Regions from separate parts of the Strix aluco genome. Here region 1 is linked to region 2. Evidence: chromatin contacts called from public Hi-C data. All regions are on one chromosome and are shown on one strand. The core of a region is the stretch at or near the end of the contact, and the rest is flanking DNA. Distances in the headings are between cores, read along the strand shown.

Evidence for each region. Hi-C and Micro-C count contacts between places; a contact is called where the count stands out from the background.
Region 1: a contact with region 2 is called in a Hi-C map of heart, with 5 times the contacts expected there. The contact joins the promoter of PTPN9 here to the promoter of FAM219B in region 2. A contact is called at or near these places in 2 of 2 Hi-C or Micro-C datasets (brain and heart).

The regions. Positions count from the first base shown.
Region 1 is chr12:6,023,655-6,027,686 of bStrAlu1.hap1, forward strand. It overlaps PTPN9 (protein tyrosine phosphatase non-receptor type 9), which reads right to left and starts at 1,454. Exons shown (of 13, transcript XM_074837843.1): 1 at 1,109-1,454. It overlaps SNUPN (snurportin 1), which reads right to left. Exons shown (of 8, transcript XM_074837848.1): 8 at 2,045-3,135. The coding sequence ends at 2,823. It overlaps LOC141928942 (a long non-coding RNA gene), which reads left to right and starts at 1,570. Exons shown (of 4, transcript XR_012624916.1): 1 at 1,570-1,797.
Region 2 is chr12:5,838,069-5,842,477 of bStrAlu1.hap1, forward strand. FAM219B (family with sequence similarity 219 member B) reads right to left here and starts at 2,898. Exons shown (of 6, transcript XM_074836835.1): 1 at 2,287-2,898; 2 at 884-986; 3 at 490-580; 4 at 3-80. The coding sequence starts at 2,649. It overlaps COX5A (cytochrome c oxidase subunit 5A), which reads right to left. Exons shown (of 6, transcript XM_074836838.1): 6 at 3,031-3,193.

The DNA.
Region 1 (4,032 bases), core at 204-2,703, 180 kb after region 2:
GGCCCAAAATCAGTCTTTGTTTTTTTTTCTCTTTATTCTCGCTGTGTGCTGTACCCCCAAACCATGCGGGCAGTGACCCCAGGGCAGGACACGGGCTCCCCACTGCGGCGCGCAGCCTCGCCTCTCCCACCCGCCCTTCCCGGCACCAGCACCCTCCCTTGCCGGGACTTCAGCCTCTGCCTCGCAGCTTTCCCCCCCGGGCAGGCGTGTGCCTTCCCAGCGCGCAAACCGGCGTCCAGGATTTCCAGCCCTTCGCTCTCCCTCTCCACAATCGCCAGGCTGCGTTCCCCAGCTGGGCACAGGTGTCTGTGCTGCTGGGAAGGAGTGGGGACACCCCGGGGGGTGCAGGGCCCCTGCTGTGCTGCACAGCCTCGGCCCGACCTAAAAACCAGGCCCCAGGACAGGGGGACATTTTGTTCAGCCGAGGAGGACTGCGTTGGCAATGTGCCCGCAGCCAGAGCCTTTGCACCTAACTCGGAGAAAATGGAAGAAAGTGCAGAGGGAAGGGGCTGAGCCCTCGAGCCACATCCAGCATGCGGCTGTCTGTCTGTCTGTCCTCCAGAGCCTCCACGGCTACAGGTTGAGCTGCCCGCTCAGCTCTCCTGCCCCAGACTAAATTTAAGCCCCTGGGGGGGGTGACCCCTCCTTGGTCCCTGCCGAAGCTGCCGCCTGTCCCAGTTGGGAGCAGGGCAGGGAACAGCTGGGAGCGGGATCGCACCCAGCAAATAAAACAGTCACAGCAACAAACTGCATTGGCCCCGGTGACTTCCGTTTAACACCCTCTCTCCAAACACAGCCTTTCGTTTCCAGCAGGAATTGCAACACAAATATTTATTTCTCCAGCCCAGCTCATGCTTTTAAAAGGGAAACTATGCGGCATCATCCGGAGCCGGCGGAAAGCTACAGTTGCTTCCCTCTTGCTCTCCTCCATCGATCGGAGCAAGCAGCTGAAAGCAGCCCCCCTTCAGCTGTATTTTCTCCCCTGCCCACTCCCCTCCCTCGGCTAGAGGACCTTGAAAGGTTGCTGTAGGGCAGCAGGGAGGCGGTAACCTGAGCTGCAGCTTTCTCTGCCCTAAGGGATGCACAAATCTTGCAGCCAGATACCCACCTCCGGGTTTAATTGCCTGACGGAAGGAAAGCTATGCTGATAGGAGGCTGGATGTGGTCTCCCGGCCGGGGCTCTCCCTGCGGTCCTCTGCCAGCTGGTGAGGCTGAAGCGTAGGGGGAACCCACAGCCGGAGCAGCCCAGAGCCTTCGAGGGACGGGGAGGACAAGGCAGCCCAGGTGTTTGTCCTTTTCCCCGGGGCCAGTTGCGTCACATGCTAAAAAAACCAAAATGTAGTAACAAAAATAACAAAATAAGCAACCGTTTGAAAGAGACTGCAGCACGCTCAGCTGCATCCGAAAGCTGCAGAGCCGGGGTGCTGTTTCCTCCCCTCCTGAAGCCAGCTCTGGCCGCAGTTGGGACAGTTCCTGCTGCCCGCTGGTATAATCAATAGCGGCTGCACAGTCAGATGATCGCACGCAGCCCACACGCTTGGCACAGAAACAAGCGTTTTTCTGGGAAAAACGGGGGGTGCGAGTGCAGGATACAAGTGCCCCCGCTATCTGCAGGCAGCCATCCCCGCTCTCGATATCTCCTCCTGGATACGGGCCCTCCTCCGGGGGCATTCTCATAGACTGCTGGGAGGAGACGCCCCAGCGCCACGTTTACCCTGATAGTTCATCTCCCCCTCTGTCACAAGAGCCGTCCTGCTCTGGCCTTTTAATCTCCCTCTGGAAAACAACCTGGGGATGGTGAGTACAATCGTCTCATCCCCGCTAAAGCCGGGGAAAGGCAGCAGCCGGTGCTCGCAAAGCGGGCTTGGGCTGGGGTAAGAGGGGCAGCGGCGGGGAGGGAGGGGCTGAAGCACCTCGGTGTGCAGAGAATCAAACCCGCACAAGCATTTCCTCCGCTCCAGTTAGCGCTGCAAGCGGTTTTTCAATCCCTATTTGGGAGGCACAGCACGCATCCACCCTTAGGTAGCAGGAAGACGCTCAAGAATTTGTCTTTCTGAGAAACCTTTTATTTGGCACAATCAATGCTAGCGTTTTTCAGAGCGAAACCATTCCTTCCTCCCCCTACTGAGAAAAGCCTCGAGTACAGGCTTCTGCCGTGCTCACGCCGCACAAAGCTGTGCTGGGAGGCAGGGCCTGCTGCGATGCAAGGAAATTTAGCTTTTCCTAGTAACATGTGGGTGTGGAAAGCCCAGCCTTTGGCTTTAGAGCAGCCTGCTGCAAACTTTTTGTTACTAGAAGCAGACTGACCACAAAACTTTCATTGAGAAGGCCTTGGTAAACAGCTGGATCAAAGGCTGAAACGCCCCGATTTCCAGGGCTGGGGAGGTGGGGCTGCTGTCGGGGCTGGGGTTACGAGCAGCAGCTGCACCTCGGAGGTCTGAGCACTGTTCCTATGCTGGAGCTTTGCCAGAGGCTTTACCAGAAGCAGGGTCAGGAGCTGAACCAGGAACCCTGCAGTGTGGGGACAGATCATTCCATTTCCCAACACACAACTGCCTTAGCAAAGAACCTGACAATCCTGTTAAGGCCTCACAGAAGCCCTGGCAAGAAAAAAAAAAAAAAAAAAAAAAAAAAGAGAGAGAGAGAGAAATCCAGCAGCACTTGGAGCAAGATATTCCACTTTTGTTGCCCTTTGAACAAAACCATCCTATTTTATAACCTTTGCCCCCCTCTCAGGGAGCGTGAGTGAGTGAGAAGCAGGGAACCTTCTGCTTTCTCCTTACCCAACCGGTCTGTCCCAGCAGCCTAATTCTCCATCTGGCTCACTGCTTCATCCTGGTCCTCCAGAGAGTTTGCTGGCTGAGGGGTAGACAAGTGTTCCAGCTCGTAATGTCCGTTCCTCGCAGCCGCCGCGCTGCTCGAGTGACCCTTTTCTGCTGCCAGCTTTTTACTCTTCTTGCTCTCAATGATCTGCTGGAGCTGACGCCCAGCGTAGTCTGGTTTGGCAGTGAGCACGGTCGCGGGCACGTCGAGCCCGAGGATTTCGGGTACCATGTAAGGCCGGAGCCAGCCCACCAGCGGGGTGCTGCCAGGGGTATAGTGGGTTTGCTTGTGATAGAAGAGAAGTCCGTCGACCTGTGAAGAGGAGAGAGTGAATGAAAGGCCAGAGCTGGAGGCTTTTGCAGGTGGATGACAGAGCGCCAGACAATAGCACCGCTCTCCATTCACAGGCCAAAACTACCAGCTGGATCATTTTTCCTCAAGCAGTGCAATAAATAGCGGAAGGGAAAGGAGAAACCTGCAGAGCTCCTGCCCTGAAGGATCAGCGCAAGCCCAGCGACGGCCCGATGGCTTTAAATCGTCAAAGGCAAACAATTTCAGCCTGATGTCGGCACGGACCGGCGCTTTTCCTCCGGTTGCTATGATCCCATTCTGCAGAAAAGCCATCAGGTTTCTGAATAAGGCAGCACACAAAAAGCCCACTTTACTGGATTAAGGTTATTTTAAATAATACATTTGGAGAGTAATTAGTCAGAGCGCATGACGCCAAGGAGCCCTGATTCGCAACGCTGCTACAGCTCTTTCAGCTGGCTTATGAAAAATAAATTCTTCATGTTTCCCAAGAGAGAACTTCTCCAGCAATCAATGACGGTTAAGGGCACTCAGGACTCTTGAAGGTTTAGGACCTAACTCTTGTGCTACTATTTCCACACTCTGCAACGCTGCAGCTGGCTGACGTTTTCCCCGCTTCCCCACCATGCTCGGGGATTTTCATCCCCCTCTTCCTGCGCTTCCCAGGGGTGCACTCTGCAAGGTTAGATCCTGCTGTCAGGCTGACTAATGCTGGAGGTGGTGCTCCTCTTAGCTCAGCCTTGCAAGCTTTTAAAAGGCCATTTGGCCACGAGTAAGAGTGGCTGAGTGGGCAGAAAAGATGAGAAAAAGAGCCCACCTTGGGCTGAATTGCTCCCAAGCCCCTCCCTAAGCTTACAGCCCCCAGAATATATATGGCAGAACAGCACATATATCAGCAGT
Region 2 (4,409 bases), core at 1,648-4,147:
ACCTGTCCGAATCGAGGGAGACCAGGTTTTCATCCACCGTCTGGCTGAGCGCTGTGTAGCCCTTGTTAAACTTCACCGACCTGCCAGAAAGCGGAGGAGTGAGCTGGTGACAGGGGTTTTGATGTGAAAATGCAGCCACAGAGCTGGTGGACTGAGGAGCCAGGGCAGGAATCCCTGTCCTGAATGTCCTCTCCCACCCAGGAATGGTCCAGAGCCACCACCAGCTAAGAATAAACTCCATCTGAGCTCTAGGCTACCCAATTAAATCCTTAACACCAAACCATCCCTAAAACAAAGAGAAGCAGCAGCATGGCCCTTCGCAGAGCAACTCCTAAGTTTTGCAGGAAAAGTGCTATATTTTATTATATTGGATGCTTGCTGGCCGCAACAGAGCCAGCAGACTAAGGTCCCAAACTCATTTTTTAATCCTCCGAGCTCCCCAGTCTCCCTAAGGAATGTGAAAAGAGGAAAAGAAAAACAAGATCAGACCTTTTAGCCGCCGGCTTCGGCTGGTGCAGTGTGGGTGCCCCCAGCAGCCCCTGCCTTCGCAGCGCTGCCTTCGCCAGCTCGCGCTGCCTCTCTGAAAGCCAAGCACAGGGGCAGAGCTAAAAATACCCAAACACTCCCCAAGGGTCTTTTTTTTTTGGGGGGGGGGGGGAGGTGAAGCATTGCAGGTCAGTCCTAAGGAGAGCATGGGGGCATTGCAGTGCTTTCCACAGGCAGCGCCCACAGGTTCTTACGGGGTTTTTTTAATGTGGGTTTTTTATTATTTTATCCCACCAAGGAACAAAAAGGCTTTCGTTCGCTCCGACCCTGGGCGAGAGGCACAGATGTCTCCCCAAATCCCGGCAGAGTCCCTGGGACAACACTGAGCATCACTTACGGAGCTTGGCGTGAATGGAGGGAGGCTTGCTCATGATGTACGGTCCCCTTTTCTCCACCGCATCCGTCGCCTTGTTCAGCTTATTGGTTTCAGCCCAAATCAGCTAAAAAAAAGGAACAAAGCACATTTAGTATCATCTCTCTATGGGGATGAAGTAAAGCAGAGTCATCTCAGAGCATCTAGTCATTCTTGGGAACTCAACGTCAGCTGGGGAGAGCTGGGATGGGACGGCTCCTCCTCCCCAGCCCTGTGCTGCGGCTGGAGGAGGGAGAGGAAAAGGAATAAGCAGATCTATTAGCAGATGAAGGGATTATTTGGGAATGGCGATGCTAAATTAAAAGCGCACGTGGTGACCAGCAGTTTCTTTGCAAGCTTAATGCCAGTAATACTCAGGACAAGATGTGATGGAGGAGATTTAACTAGCAGGTTCATCAAATAAACAATAAGGATACTTTATTTGAACTTCTCCACAGAGTTTGAGTCTTTCAAGCTTCTCCCCATACAATAATAAAACCACATCATTAAAATGAAAGCAGTGTCATATAATCAGGTCTGAGAGTCAGGGCTTTAAGGAAGAGCCTGCCCTGTCTGTAAGGCATTTATCATCAAGGAGAGCCAGCACTACTCAGTGACAACGGGCAGGAAAAAAGTTCTATAAATACAATAATTAATGAAGAAAAGAGAGGAAAATTCAGAAAATGGGAGACAGAGTCAGTGCAGGAAGGACAGGGAATTAGAGAAAGCAGTTAATGAAGAAACAATGCAGAAGACCTGGGGTGGTGATCGGAGAGCACAAGCAGGATTAGCATCAGTGTCTTAAGCCAGAATTAGCAAGGCAGAGCCTTACACACGGGAATAACTCTGTGCACAGGGAGTTGGGGCCGCCTGGGTCAGTGGGGTTAACCAGGCAGGCAGCAAACTTCTGCCCGCTGCTCCCTTGTATCCCCTGTATGTGCTATACCCCTCCCTGTGCAGCCCCTGCACACGCTCTGCTTTACACCGCCCCTGCCCTACCCTGTGCCACCACACGTATAACCCCCTTACAGCCAGATGCACACCCTCTACCCCTATACTGCTCCTCTGCATACGCCCCAGCCAGGCCCCACACAGACCTCAGCCCTACACCACCCCCATGCACACACCCCATACTGCCCCCACACACACCCAGCCCTATACCACCCCATGCACACACCCCATACTGCCCCCACACAGACCCCAGCCCTATACCGCCCCCATGCACACACCCCATACTGCCCCCACACAGACCCCAGCCCTATACCACCCCCATGCACACACCCCGTACTGCCCCCACACAGACCCCAGCCCTATACCACCCCCACGCACACACCCCAGCCCTATATCCCCACGCACACACTCCACAGTGCCCCCGGCCCCGCACGTACCCCCGGTGCCCGCCGCCCGCCGGGCCTGCTCCCAGCGGGACCGGCTCCGGGACCGGCTCCGCCGCCGCCCGTCGCCATGGCCGCCCGTCGCCCCGCCCCCTCGCCTCTCCCGCCAATGGCAGCGCGCGGCGGCGGGATCCAGCCAATAGGAGGCGGGGAGGTGGCGCGCGCCCCCGCCGCGCATGCGTAGTGCGGCCGGCGGGCAGCGGCAGGGGCCGGCGGGACGTCCTGCCCCACACGGGCCTTGCCGCGAGCCCCCTCCGCACCAGGGAACTGCTTCCTGTTTTCCTGAAGAATTTCCCTCTTCCCCTCTTTTTTTTTTTGCCGGAGCCGTGGTGGGAAACAGGCTCTTGAGAGCAGCATCTCTCCTGGCAGGTGCGCAGGCAGGGCAGCGGGAGCGCGGCCCAGCGGACAGGAGCCTCCCACCCACCTCGGACGCTTCGTTAGGCCCCGACTTCGTCACGGTGAACCGACTCCGCCAAGGGCAGGGAGAGCTCTGCAAGCCCTCCTCCTCCTCCCCAAAGCTGTGAGTACAGGAGGGTCACCATGCCCTCCAGACACATCCTTCCTTACCTTTCCCTTCCCGAAGGTGGAGCTAGAAGCCACAGACGCACGCTTTGCCGGGCAAATAATGATTTATAAGCTCTTGCACGTACTCTTTTTTACAGTTATATATTTATAGTTTGTGTCCTTCTTTCCCCGTAAAAACAAAAAGAAATAACCACACAAGCCACCGCTACCACATCAGTCAAACCAGTTTTTCCTTTATTAGGTCCAACTTCACATCACATATATTGTGACTCAATAAAGGAAGAAGTTCTTTCAAATAAGGTAATATTTTAACATTTGTGTCTTCAGGCGACTGTGTACAATCAGGTAGCATCAGTAAAATGCTCGAGTAATGCACCTGGAACAGAAAAGAACAGAAAAGCCATTAAAGGAGCAGCTCAGTATCTCCACAGAGTTTCCATGGTGCCTCAAATGAGTTATTTCACAGAATCATCTCGGTTGGAAAAGCCCTTGAAGCTCCTCCAGTCCAACCATGAACCTCACCCTGACCGTTCCCAACTCCACCAGATCCCTCAGCGCTGAGTCAACCCGACTCTTCAACCCCTCCAGGGATGGGGACTCCCCCCCTGCCCTGGGCAGCCCATTCCAACGCCCAACAACCCCTTCTGCAAAGAAATCCTTCCCAAGAGCCAGTCTGACCCTGCCCTGGCGCAGCTTGAGGCCATTCCCTCTTGTCCTGGCGCTGGTTCCTTGGCTCAAGAGACTCATCCCCCCTCTCTGCACCCTCCTTTCAGGGAGTTGTAGAGGGCCATGAGGTCTCCCTCTTTTTTATTATTTATTTTTATTTACACTCAAAGCCCAGTTTAATCATACTCAGCCCCCAAATGCAGTTACTGCATTGCCAGCACAGCTGTCTCAGTACCCCCCTTGCACCAAGACATCATGTCCCAGGGCAAGGAGGAGGGCAGGGACTTAAAGATCCAGAATTAAGTACTATTTGCAGTCTGACACCTGATACCTCTATTCTAAGCACAATATCAAAAAAAGAATATGACACTGGCCATCTCCTGAAGAAACTGAGTTAACAGACTGTCTTTACATAACTTTACTTCCACAAGGATTTTTATTTAGGGCTTAATTTTAGTCTGGGATTAGAGCACATTAGGTCTTGCCTACACTTAATGACAGATCCTCATTAATCAGAGAAGCTGCTGTTTAGTAACAACACCTTCATGTGTTGCAGCTCATGCAAGAAGCTGGTATTTATGATGATCTAAATGTCATTGTTACAGCTGGTTTCAAGTTTAGAAAGTACTCAGAAGTTCAGCTCTAAAAAGCCAGCAAAACAAGTGGCTTTCCGAGACTTGAGGCCGCTACAATCAGGACAAAATACTACATGCACTGTCCCTGAAATTATCTACTGAGGCTGAAGGATATTCTGCGCACAGATCGGTTAAGCTCTGGCTATGCTACAGCTGATCTGTTCATTCTGTAAGAGAGGAGCCCTCCAAAGTACAGAAAAAAGATGCTATTTTAAGCGTAACATGAAGAAACTTCAGTGTTGTTGGGTGACTACCATCAGTGGGGCCCATTTTCTAGCACAACCTAGTAAT